Regions from separate parts of the Triticum aestivum genome. Here region 1 is linked to region 2. A link is a contact called in public Hi-C data. All regions are on one chromosome and are shown on one strand. Each heading gives the region's core, a stretch centred on a gene start, on an enhancer-like site or on the middle of the called end of the contact. The rest is flanking DNA. Distances are from core to core; before and after follow the strand shown. Region 1 holds the start of LOC123098219 (superoxide dismutase [Cu-Zn] 2). Region 2 holds the start of LOC100049038 (tubulin alpha-2 chain).

Region 1 (6,592 bases), core at 1,751-4,250, 130 kb after region 2:
AAAAGGCAGGGACTATCTACATCCGAAACTGACTGAAGGTAATCAAGCGCCATGTATGGATTAAGCAGCTCCGATCTTAAGCGGAGCATGCTCAACGGGCGAAGCACTCCGGTCATGGGCGACAAAGAACTACCACAGTCATTTGGAGAATCATGGACAGAGGAGCGGGCATGGAATCGAGGATTTGTCGTGTGAGTTACCCCACTGCCGCCCATCAGTGGGCATTGCCCTGGCAATGTCCCCGACTGCTAAGGAGAGCCGGCGAAGGTCTGACAGCGACTAGAGCTCTGCCCAAGCCGCCCCTGTAGAGACGATGCGGTAGCCGGTCCAAGATGGGATACCCCCATCCGTGATTTAGATAATTTCTCCAGTGACACTCTTTGAGGGAATGTCACTTCTCCATCGCTGATCTCCCCCACCTCCCTTGGGCAATGCTCCCCTCCGGTGGAGAATTGGTATCTTCTTTGTGCATGCTCGATGGGCCTGAGTCTTCTCATGTCATCATCTGCAACTCGAGACATGCAAGCGCACCCTTCCATTGTGCGTGTTGGATGGCTTAGGGTTGGTCATCGTGCAACTTCTTGTTGATGGCACCTTGTTGTATTCCGTGTCGGTGGCTTCGGTATTGTTGTTGTTGGAGCTCTTAGTCTGTGTCATTTTGAATTTATCCTCTTCCTGTCTCATGGCGTAATGTGCTACCTCGACCACGTCCCTCTTTTTGCTAGTGGTGTACTGTATGTGCTTATGACATAACTTGTGTTGCATCACCAGACTACCTATTCTCAACTCTAGAAGGTGATCCTTGTATTGTGTTGTAACTATGTTATTGGTGTTTTGTATTTTCTGTGTTCTTACTTTGGCGAGTTGTATTGCCCTCGGATTGTTAAGGTTTCCGATCCAGTTTTCTTTATATAATGGATCAAATCTCTTTCAAAAATGAGATCACATTCGAGTGCGGATTCTCCCCCTAAATTACAAGACTTACCGAATGCAAAGTTATGTTCTCGTTCATTCTCTTCTCTATTTTCATTTTGTCATGAAGCCTCTCATAGCTTCGATTTGCACTATCCATCAGAATGTATCAAAATTGATATAAGAATCAATAAGATAAAAGGTGCGCAATTTAATTTCTCGATTTAATAGAAGGCCAAAGAGATACATGTGATCGGATTTATGATTGGGCGAGTTTGTGTCGACCTACTTAGCTTAAGGTTGGACCATTCACTCGTCTCATCTTGTGAAGCACTAGCTCCACTTAAGCTTGAGTTTTTCTTACGATTAAGATTGTTTTATTAAGCGAAGGCATCTCACGCTTGCACCCCTTCACTAATAAGCAAGGGCACCCAGCCGTTAAGGCTTCCATGCCTCCTGCCCGGACCGCTGACAGTTCAACCTTGTCTCCTGTGGTATTAGGGTCCTGGAGACGCAGTGTATCCCGGGCCTTGTCTATGGGAGGGCTTTGTATTTGGATGCTCTTTTGAGTTTTGGTAGGCTTGTGTCCTGCTCGAAGAGGCGATGCGACGGCTATCTGAAGACGGAATAAGGCTCTCCCTGCCTAGCCTCCGTCCCAGTGAAGCTTCTAGCTTCGTCGGAGAGCATGTGGAGGTCTGTCTCCGGCGAATTTCATAGGATTGGGTTGGCGCTTGTCTTCGATGGATTCATGTGGATCCAGTCTTTGTTCGTGTGTCTACAGGTTGGATCTTTTCGATCTATGCTTATCTTCATCGGTGGTGGTTGCTGTTCTGGTATCGTGATCCTGCAGGGTCTTAGCGCGACAACTTCCTGACTATCTACTATAACAGGGTTTACCCCACTCCGGTGAGGGAGAGGCGATGACGGCGGCGAGCCTTCGGCTCGCCACGGCGCTTGTTGTCATCGCTTGTTGGTATGCAACCTAGATGTAATTTTTACTTCTGGTGTTATTTGTGATACCTTGATAGTTGATGAATACCCTAGATCTGAAGTTTTTTTTAAAGACCGCTCTATTTTTTTTTAAAAAAAGAAAAGCTCATGTGGCCTGACTACCTGAAACTTCCCATGAGAAAATAGAAGGCAAAAAACAAGGACAACGCTAACGCACACACGTGTGGTGGGAGCCAAACCCGCCCACACGCCCTATAGCACACACACTACGCCATGTCACCGCATGCATACATGTGGAAATCTTTTTGGATTTTCTGTTTTAAAATGTTTTATCTCTTAAATGAAAAATCAGATTGAAGATCCGTTTTCACCATTAAATCCCTCGCGACGAGATCTTCAAAACTAGATCTCATATCAATATATTTCGACGAATTTTTTTTTGTTAAAAGTTGTCGTGTCTATTGCACATGAATTGCCATGATGTTTACATTGAAGTTGTCGTGATATGTTTCAGCTATTTTCTTCTACATTTAAAAGTAAATTTTGACATATAATAAAACGGGGAATTGAGAAACTAGACTTGCCATGCACCATAAATCAAAATTGCCACGATACATGCACTTAAAATTGCCATGGTTCATAAAAAAAATATTTTCATGGTCAAAGTACTGGAATTGCCATCATCGAAAAACTAAAATTGCCATGATCTACAAACTAAAATTGCCACATGGCAACTTTAGTCTAAGCATTATGGCAACTACAGTGTAAACATCATGGCAATTTTTTGGCAAAAAAAAATTCGTCAAAACATATCAACATAGGGTCTAGTTTTGAAGATCTCGTCGAGACGGATTTAATGATGAAAACGGATTTTTAATTCGCTTTTTTAATTAGGAGATAAAACATTTTTAAGGCAAAAACCAAAAAAATTTCTACTGATGTCATCTGTTTATACGTGGCAAAATAAGTGGTGATGGAGACGTGTGGGCTATGTGCAAATGCCCACACGTGTGGGCCTTAGTTTTTCTGAAAAACAAAGCGACGGAATAGCTATGCAAACAATCCAGAAACAATTCGCGAGAAAAAAAACCAACCCAGAAACGATTCTGTCAAAAAAAAGAAAAAAAGAAAAAACAACCCAGAAACGAGAGGCAGAGCAGGCGAAGAGGGGAAAAACGATCCGCTCTGCACCGAGGCGACAAAGGGCAGGAAGAAATGGCAGGGAAACCCGTTAGCCTCAAGGGCGTCGCCCTCATCAGCGGCGGTGCCGCCGACAGCGCTGTCGCCGGCGCCCTCCACTTCGTCCAAGACCCCTCCTCCGGTATATGCTTACTCTACTCCATGCTCTCTACAGCGGTCCTAAGCCGCGCTCTTCTCGCTGATAAGAGTGATACAGTTTGATCTACCTGTGCGTGCTAGGGTATACCGAGGTGAGGGGGTGGGTCTCGGGCCTCGCCCCGGGCCTCCACGGCTTCCACATCCACGCCTTCGGCGACACCACCAACGGCTGCAACTCCACCGGTCCGTAGCCTTCTCTAGCCTGTGTGACTTAGGCTTAGGATTTGTGGTAGTTAAGGTATAACCCTGCATCTGGGAATTCCTGGCAAGGAAGTAGAAATAAATTCAAATCATAACGATATATTTCTCTCAATTGCAACGATTTTCATGTGGCATGCAACAAATTTTGGGCATAGTGGGTGCTCTTCAGACAATGACTGTAGTTTGTAATCTGTTTTTTACTTTAAAAGCTTCGGTACCTGGTCGTGTGGTCCTGTAATAAGGTTTAGATTTTGCTGGGCAGATGTCTCCTGTTTAGGAGGGTGTTCGTGAACCTGTTGTGTGACGCTGGGGCTGATGCCTTAACGGACACTTGGTGGATGCTTGTGTTATCAATTTTCAGAAATGGTAATTGGGGGTAACCCCTTAATTCGAAAAAAAAAATCAAATTTTGCCTAAGCGAAGCTCACGTTTCAGTTCAGCTGTCTTATGATCCGAATACATATAACGGGTAAGGATTTCTGTGCTTTAAAATCGCTTTTACAAATTGAGCATTTGAGCTGTGCAGTGAGGAATGACCTAAACTGAATCTTTTGTTGATAAACAAGTGTCCTGTGCATAATTACTGGTCCATATGAGTTGGAATAAAGAGAAACATGAGTTCAGGCACTGTCAGGAAACCTACTATTTGTGCTTGGCCTTGAGCACAAACTACGGGTGGAAACCTGATGCCACCAACACTTATTACATGCCTTGATAGTTCACACAAAAACAGATAACCCCCAGTACTGGGTAGAAGCTGTACATCACTTTCCCAGAAATATTACAGATTGTTTAGCAAGTGAGGCTCAACTCTATGAAAAGCAGATATGCTGCCCGCGCCAAGTTGGTGATAGCCTGAATCATCTCAGAAGAATAGCAGTTTGAAACATTTCCAGAGAGAAACCTGTTTCTTGAGGGGAGATCTAACACATTTATCTTGCTTGCGGAAATTTACACCTTTGCTGGCAAGTAGAACTAGTTAGTACCTGTTGATGGAATGTGCAGCTATCAGTTTGCGCTGTTTTTGCAGCAAGCTTGCATAAATTGATGCAAGTTTAATGTTGGCTACGAAATATGGTTTCCAGTGTTGAATTATCTGTTCCTTCAAGTTATCATATGGGACTACTAAATATCATATGGCTACTACTCTTTTCAGATTAGTCTACTGGTGTCTTGCTAATAGATGGGATGGTGAGGTTGTTCATGGGATATTGTAGTTCAGTGCATCTTTAGACGTTGGATTCTGGTCTCTTCTTTTAATGGCTAATTGGAGTCGAGATAACTATATTAAGTAATAAACAATTTTTTTAGTTTAAGCTACGTACACATAAAATTTGTTGGGGTATTTTGTACAGCTTCTTGCAAACATCATATTCCATAGATAGGGATTAAGTTTTGAAGAAAATGTACATTGTGTGGAAACTTTACGATGTGCTGATCAAATTTATCTGTCTAACAGGACCCCATTTCAATCCTCATAATAAGTCCCATGGAGCACCGGTTGATGACGAACGACATGTGGGCGACCTGGGAAACATACAAGCCAACAAGGATGGTTAGTCATATGACTACTCAACAATTTTTTAGGGTTAGGCAACTATGGGTCAAGTTACTGTCTTGAAGTAATCCCTGTTTTTAGTAACATGCTAGTGATTTCTTTCAGGTGTTGCAGAAATCTTCATAAAGGACTTGCAGGTTCCATTGCATTGAAGGATGTAAAAACATTTTATCATCTTGGTATAATTTTTTATGTACTGGTAATTCATTTCTGTTGTTGTATGAAGATTTCACTAAGGGGGCCTCATTCCATATTGGGAAGGGCAGTTGTTGTTCATGCTGATTCTGATGACCTGGGAAAGGGTAAGCATTTTAACCTAACTGGGAGATGTATATTTCTGTAAAAATAAGTCCAGTCTTCCTTTTATATGTATATATATCCAGGAATAAGATAGATAGAACTTCTTTCAGAAAAATTATGATTGAATGTTTCACTGTAGTCTGAAGCTAGTAAATTACAGCACCACCTGCTGAACTGGGATGTTACTCTGTATATAATGTTGATATCATACACTTAAATGTCTTTCCTTGAGCACATGGTCCATTCAGTTCTCCAATTAAACCAGGACCATGGGTGACACTGGATCATGACTAATTGCTGAAGGTTGCCTGGAGTGTAATGGATTACTATATCCAACTGATATGTGATTTGCTCAAGCCTATTAGGGCAGCCCCAGTGCATGTAGCTCCCGCTTGCGCAGGGTCTGGGGAAGGGTCCGACCACTTTGGGTCTATTGTACGCAGCCTTTCCCTACATTTCTGCAAGAGGCTGTTTCCAGGACTTGAACCCGTGACCTCATGGTCACAAGGCAGCAGCTTTACCACTGCGCCAAGGCTCCCCTTCTTGCTCAAGCCTATCAGTGTATGAAATTTTTGGTGTGTCGCAAGCAGCAGAGCAGAATTCACCAGGCAAAGATAGTGCCACATTACAGGATTACTGTACCATGGGTTATGTCATCCTACACTTGTAGGCACTGAACGGCTAGTCAGTATTTTGAAGTATGTTTTGTTTTGTGCATGACATAGACTTGATGAGAACTCGTACTCTGTTAATCACAATAGGGTAGCAGTAAAATGTTCTGACTTTGGATGAAAAGAGAATTTTGTAATGAGCTTTGCTGCAATCTGCCACGTTCTGTTGTCTTAATTATCAAGCACTGTTGGGTGTTATATACATGTCTGCTACATGGGTGAATTTGCTGCAGGAGTCATTTGGATGCTTGGAAAAAAAAACCTGTATATCTGACCTCGTTTTGCATTCAGTTTGAATTTGTAAAACGAGTACTGTATATGATACTGCTGTTTAGTACTTGCTCTGTTTCATGTGATGGTTTCCTCTGCACTCTGTCCAAGCTTACCTATGCTCTGCTGCACTTGAAACGTCAAACATGTATTTCCTTGTTTTCTGTAACCATTGGGCGACTGCAGACATTTGTACTACTGTTTAGTATAGGTCTTGGCCGGCATTCGCATATTTTTACTGCTCCTGAGTATTTTCCTTTAATATTTTGTAGGTGGCCATGAACTCAGTAAATCAACAGGAAATGCAGGAGCCAGAATTGGATGTGGTAAATGGCAACCCTTTATTTGTTTTCAACACTGAGCAAATGCACACACAAGGTGCTGCTTTCTG
Region 2 (7,165 bases), core at 4,214-6,713:
TCTTTTATGCTATGCTTAGGATTGGGTCTTGTCCATCACATCATTCTCCTAATGATGTGATCCCGTTATCAATGACATCCAATGTCCATAGTCAGGAAACCATGACTATCTGTTGATCAACGAGCTAGTCTACTAGAGGCTTACTAGGGACACGTTGTGGTCTATGTATTCACACATGTATTACGATTTCCGGACAATACAATTATAGCATGAACAATAGACAATTACCATGAACAAAGAAATATAATAATAACCATTTATTATTGCCTCTAGGGCATATTTCCAACACAATGAACTCAGAGCATCTCCGACAAGCGTGCGATTTTAGTGCCGCGTTGTAAAAGTAGACATTTTTTTGCACGCAGCCGTTTCGAACGCTCCAGCGGACGCGCAAAAAACACGCACGCTATAGTTGGTTCAGCACGCGAAGCAAAACGGCATCGCGCGCCGTTTATTTCTTGCGCCCGCTCCAGCGTGCTGGACACTCGAGCATCCGCGACCCACTGCCGCCACCCCGCCCGTGCCGCCGCCGGCGAAATTCAACCGATGGAAGGCCACACCGACATCCCCTCAACCTCTCCCTACATCCGCGACCCCTCCGCCGCCGACGGTGCAAACCCTAGCGTGGGTTTGAGCTTCGGCTTCGTTGCCGCCGCCACTCCTCCTCCAAGCACCGGTCTCGCGCGCGGCCTTTTCATGGCGCCGCGGACGACCTCGGCGGGTGGTGTCGAGCCGGCGCTCGCCGTGAAGCCATGGGGCCCTCTCTCCAAGTGACCAAATGTGGCGGCGGCAAAACAGGACCGGGAAGAAGAACAAGCGGCGGACGACTCTTCTAGGCAGCTGAAGAAGAAGCTTGCAGGGCGTGTGGCGGATGCGACGCCGACCGAAGCGCTGACGGCCGATGTGCACAAGGTGTTTGATGAAATGCCCACAAGGTATGATTTTGCCCCCTTTTTGTTGTTGTTATCTTTTACATGAATGGACAAATATGGATAGCTTAGTTTTCTTGTACATACTTTGTAGTTTCAATGATGAGACATATATGTCAATTATGGGTGTTGGCTCCAACAATTCTCATTGGTCTCAAACCAATGAAGTGCATTTAGATGATCATGAGTTTGAGGTGGACGAGGATGGTGAGGGTATCGTCGATGCACCGAAAAGAAGAGGGGGCAACTATACCATGGAGAAGGACATCTTGCTATGCAATACATGGTTGCAAGTGTCTATGTATTCCAACGTTGGAGGGGACCAAAGTAGAGATGCATATCGGATCCGGATGAAGGAGCACTTTGATGTACACAACATGAGTGGAATTGACCGCACAGAGAGATCTCTTCACTCCCGGTGGCCGACAATCAACAAAAGATTGTCAAAGGTGGGCGGCGGCACTTAAGGCGGTTGACACGATCAACCCAAGTGGCGCTAATGATAGAGATAGGGTAAGCCCTTTCTTCCATGATAAACTTGTTCCTTCCATGTTCATGTGTTTTTTTGTTGTTTGAAATGTTAACTTGGTTTTTTTGTTTGTAGCTCACTATTGCACAAAACTTATTTCAAGGAGAAGAGAAGAAGACCAAGAAAGGGAAGGTCAAGAAAGGGAGACCATTTGTGTTTGCCCATTGCTACAATGTGTTTAAGGATGAAGAGAAATGGAAGCCCCGTGATGAAGAAGAGGAGAGCAAGAAAAGCAAGGCAACTATTGATTTGGATAATGATGATGAGGAGGAATCAAGTGGTGACGGCAAGAGAAGCCCTACACCAAACTCGGTTGCCTACTCCAGGCCAAAAAGACCAAATGGAGTCTATCTACGGGAGGCATGGGTGGCTTTGGAACTAACATGCATGGCATGGGAGGAATAGGTGGCTTCGGAGCTACCATGGGAGCATCTACGGGAGGCATGGCATGGGAGGCATAGGTGGCTTTGGAGCTACCATGGGAGCATCTACGGGAGGCATGGGTGGCATGGGAGGCATGGGTGGCTTCGGAGCTAACATGAGCGGCATGGGTGGCTTCGAAGCTACCATGGGAGGCATGAATTTTGGGTCTCTCATGGGAGGCATGGGAGCACCTTCGGGTGACATGGGTGGACGCATGTCTTTCGGTGTGCCTCACATACCTTCGCATGATGTTGTTCAAGATCTTGCAAACACCATCCGACCACTCGATGACGACGCAGCGTGTGACGATGAAGAGGAGGAGGAAGAATCTTCTTCGGATGAGGATGAAGAATCGGAGGGAGAGGAGGACGATGATGATGTGGCATGATTGTTGATGTGCTATTTGTTTGTATGAACTTTTATGTGTCATGAACTTGGTTGGGTGATTTTGAACTTGGTTGGATGATGATGTGGCATGATTGTTGACGTGCCGTGCAATTGAACTATGCTATGTCTTTATTTTGCATGTTTGTTTAATGTTTGAAACATCATCATATTGTCACAAAATGGACATTGCAAGCGCCGGCTGCTCGCGCTTGCTGTAAGTTAGTGTAACTTCGGATCCATAGTTATTAGCTAGATGGCTTCTTCTCTCTCTTTGGATCTCAATACAAAGTTCTCTTCGATTCTCTTGGAGATCTATTCGATGTAATCTTCCTTTGCGGTGTGTTTGTCGAGATCCGATGAATTGTGGATTTATGATCAAGATTATTTATGAACAATATTTGAATCTCCTCTGAATTCTTTTATGTATGATTGGTTATCTTTGCAAGTCTCTTCGAATTATCAGTTTGGTTTGGCCTACTAGATTGATCTTTCTTGCAATGGGAGAAGTGCTTAGCTTTGGGTTCAATCTTGCGGTGCTCGATCCCAGTGACAATAGGGGAAACGACACGTATTGTATTGTTGCCATCGAGGATAAAAAGATGGGGTTTATATCATATTGCATGAATTTATCCCTCTACATCATGTCATCTTGCTTAAAGCGTTACTCCGTTCTTATGAACTTAATACTCTAGATGCATGCTGGATAGCGGTCGATGTGTGGAGCAATAGTAGTAGATGCAGGCAGGAGTCGGTCTACTTGTCACGGACGTGATGTATACATGATCATACCTAGATATTCTCATAACTATACTCAATTCTATCAATTGCTCGACAGTAATTCGTTTACCCACCGTAATACTTATGCTCTTGAGAGAAGCCATTAGTGAAACCTATGGCCCCAGGTCTATTTTCCATCATATTAATCTCCCGTTATTTCTATTATCGTTTATTTTGCTTTCTTTACTTTTACTCTTTATCATTAAAATACCAAAAATATTATCTTATCATCTCTATCAGATCTCACTTTTGCAAGTGGCCGTGAAGAGATTGACAACCCCTTTTATCGCGATGGTTGCAAGGTTCTTATTTGTTTGTGTAGGTGCGTGGGACTTGAGCGTGGTCTCCTACTGGATTGATATCTTGGTTCTAAAACACTGAGGGAAATACTTACGCTACTTTACTGCATCGCCCTTTTCTCTTCAAGGGAAAACCAACGCAGTGCTCAAGAGGTAGCAGTGACGTACCACGGCGGCCGCGGCAGCTTCCGACGAGAGCTCTAGAGCGGCCAGTAGCCGGCCGGCAACCACCCCTGCTGCGTCGAGGTGATCATCGCGGCCTCTTCGCCACCACGACCGCAAGGTGTTCGACATTTTGCCACAAAAGGTATGGACAGTGGAGACGAGTTTTTCTTCCATCACTTCCTTTGTTCATCGGACGATTCGTCGTCGGATGATGAAGATCTTGTGGTGGCTGCACTGGTCGTTCACGACCACATTCAACGGCAGCTTCCTCGGTACAGGGGTCAGTCCCTGGCCGTGCTCCCAACTTGAACCGCAACAAGGAGAGAGGCCACGCCCTGCTCTATGCCGATTACTTTGCGAACACCCCGCTTTTCAAGCCGGATAAATTTCTTCGCCGTTTTCGTATGTCAAGGAATCTGTTCAATCGTATCCGAGAGGGAGTGCTTGCTCACGACCCATACTTCGAGTGCAAGACGGATGCCCTTGGCAAGCTTGGATTCTCCTCTTACCAGAAATGCACCGCGGCCATCCGCATGCTTGCATATGGAATTCCAGGCGATCTGATGGATGAGTATGTGCGTATGAGTGAGACAACATGTCTGATGTCAATGTACAAGTTCTGCCAGGCTGTGATCGAGGTGTTTGGCCCAGAGTACTTGAGGCAGCCAACTGCCGCTGATACAGAGAGATTGTTGGTGACCAACGGAGCTAGAGGCTTTCCAGGCATGCTTGGCAGCATAGATTGTATGCACTGGGAGTGGAAGAACTGTCCATTTGCTTGGCAGGGCCAGTACAAGGGGCATGTCAAGGCGTGCACTGTCATATTAGAAGCGGTGGCTTCGCAGGATCTTTGGATATGGCATTCTTTCTTCGGCATGATAGGTTCTCACAATGATATCAACGTGCTGCAGCGTTCTCCAGTCTTCGCAAGGCTTGCAGAAGGCCACTCCCCACCTGTCAACTTTCAGATCAACGGCCACTAGTACAACAAGGGATACTATCTAGCTGATGGTAAATATCCTCAGTGGTCAACTTTTGTGAAGACAATTTCGAAACCCCAAGGTGAGAAGAGAAAGAGATTTGCCCAAATGCAAGAGAGTGCTAGAAAGGATGTGGAACGTGCTTTTGGCGTGCTTCAATCCCGGTGGGGTATCGTTCGAAACCCTGCACTGTCATGGGATGAAAGGAAGCTTTGGGAGGTGATGACTGCTTGTGTGATCATGCACAATATGATCGTCGAGGACGAGCGTGATAAGAGTATCTTCGACCAAGGATTTGATTATCAAGGTGAAAATATTGAGCCCCTGCATCAAGACCCGGCCACATTTGAACAGTTTGTTCAATTCCACCGCGAGATGCGTGATTGACACACTCATTTGAATCTTCAAAATGACTTGGTTGAGCACGTGTGGGATCACATTGGCAACCAATAGATGTATTGGTTCATTTTATGTTCAGTCAAGACAATTTCAATTTGGTTGTAAAACTATTTTATTAAAGACAATTTCAATTGGGTTGTAAAACTATTTTAATTTTCAGACAAATATTTGGACGTGCAAACTAGTTTTGATGAAAATATGGGCATTTTTGGCCCTGACGGACAGGATGGGGGCAAACGGATGCGGCCGCGCGCTGGGCGCACGATCACCGCATTCCAGGACACGTCCGGACACGACCCCATTGCCCTATCCAAACGGATAGAATCCGGACAAAACGGACTTCCGTTTAGGATCGCGCGGTGGGGTTGGCCTTACGACGGCAGCGATGTGAGTGGTGAGAGCATTCGGTTTGGCACCGATGGTGGGAGCGAGACATGGTCCAGGGCGTGGATGTGAGTGGTGAGAGCATTCGGTTTGGCACCGATGGTGGGAGCGAGACATGGTCCAGGTCGTCCACGCCCAGTGATTTTGTCCCTACGACGGGTGGCTTTCCGTCCGACGTGCGGTGTAATCCATCCATCGCTTTCCGCTTGCTCAAGAGTCCGGTAAGGCCGCCGTGCAGCCTCGCTCCTTCTTCTCCCCTCCAACCTTTTCCCCCTGTTCTGCAAGCCCTTTCCGTCTCCTTCTGGCTGCTTCCTCGCGCAGGTGCTATTTCTGAGCTTCCGAGGCGACAGAGCTGCACAAGAGCAGAGCAGAGCATAGGGAGAGAGAGAGAGAGAGAGAGAGAGAGAGATGAGGGAGATCATAAGCATCCACATCGGGCAGGCGGGCATCCAGGTGGGGAATTCCTGCTGGGAGCTCTACTGCCTCGAGCATGGCATCCAGCCCGACGGCCTCATGCCCAGGTCAGCTACTCCTCCTCTGTTCCGATTTGTTGCTCTCATAGTCTTTTCCTTTCAGAGCTCTGAGAAATACTCATGATCACCCTCTATCTCGATTGGAATTCTTCTCCTGAAGAATAATTTGTCTTGATTAGAATTCTGACTGATGGTGTTCTTGAATTGTGGGTGGTGAACATATGTAAATACTCCTGGATTTTTGTTAGATGGGTTGGATGATCCGGTTTAATTTGAGCGTGCCCCCGAGTAGCGCAGCCTGAAGTATTGCCTGTGATTTGGTGACACAGCTTGCTTCAAAATCAATTTTGGTTTTGCATGATCAAAACTCAAAACACTAGTACCAGTTTTGTGAAACAATCTTCATGAGGATACATGCTGGGCTTTGCTTGTACTACTAACGATCGTACTCCTACTTTACAATACCAAAACCTGAACTTTTTACCATCGGATTGCAGTGACACCTCGGTTGGGGTTGCCAAGGATGCATTCAACACGTTCTTCAGCGAAACGGGTTCAGGGAAGCACGTTCCGAGGGCCTTGTTCGTTGATCTGGAGCCCACGGTCATCGACGAGGTGAGGACGGGGGCATATCGCCAGCTCTTCCATCCAGAGCAGCTCATCTCCCACAATGAAGATGCTGCTAACAACTTTGCCCGCGGACACTACACAGGTACCATGCTTGGGCCTCGGCTACCTTTTTGCCAAAAAGATCTTTTCTGAGCACCAACTATTTAGAAGTCAACCTAGCAATTCTTATTTATAATTCGACGATCTCTGATGAAATTTGGTAGTTGCAGATTCTATAATTTCTGTGTTACCTTATGTTTGGAAATGAGCATCTGGTCAGTTTTTTCCTGCCAGTTGTGCACAGTTTAGTTGGTTATTTTTAAGATGGTTGAGAAATATAAAATATATTTTTCTTATCGTTTATTAAGATAATTTTTTATTCAAGAGTCCATATGGAATTTCCAGCTCAGAAGCGTTATATTGAATTTCAGTATAAATAATGTGTATTGAAAATGTCTCTAACTATAATCGTATTCACGAATTGCAAGCAACATGCTACAGGTGTCAGGTATAACTTAAGATCATTTCATGCTGAGTTTAGTGCTCACACATGGAATAGAACACCCTTTCATCCTTGAGGCAGCCCAGTTTAACTACTAAAATTGTCATGCTTGGGAAACAGCCCTATGCTCCTACTAACAAATACTCCTTTCTTTAAACCCTGTTTCTGATGCTGCAGTTGGAAGAGAAGTAGTGGACCTTTGCCTTGACCGGATCAGAAAATTGGCGGACAACTGCACTGGTCTCCAAGGCTTCTTGGTTTTCAATGCTGTCGGTGGTGGAACTGGCTCAGGGCTTGGTTCATTGCTTC

Evidence for each region. A called contact is a pair of places that touch in the nucleus more often than the background predicts.
Region 1: a Hi-C map of leaf shows a contact between it and region 2, with 5 times the contacts expected there. The contact joins the promoter of LOC123098219 here to the promoter of LOC100049038 in region 2. A contact is called at or near these places in 2 of 5 Hi-C or Micro-C datasets (both in leaf).

The regions. Positions count from the first base shown.
Region 1 is chr4D:405,351,532-405,358,123 of IWGSC CS RefSeq v2.1, forward strand. It overlaps LOC123098219 (superoxide dismutase [Cu-Zn] 2), which reads left to right and starts at 3,001. Exons shown (of 7, transcript XM_044520147.1): 1 at 3,001-3,184; 2 at 3,283-3,384; 3 at 4,862-4,957; 4 at 5,066-5,097; 5 at 5,187-5,262; 6 at 6,474-6,527. The coding sequence starts at 3,079.
Region 2 is chr4D:405,218,278-405,225,442 of IWGSC CS RefSeq v2.1, forward strand. It overlaps LOC100049038 (tubulin alpha-2 chain), which reads left to right and starts at 5,464. Exons shown (of 5, transcript XM_044520145.1): 1 at 5,464-5,793; 2 at 6,243-6,457; 3 at 7,034-7,165. The coding sequence starts at 5,681.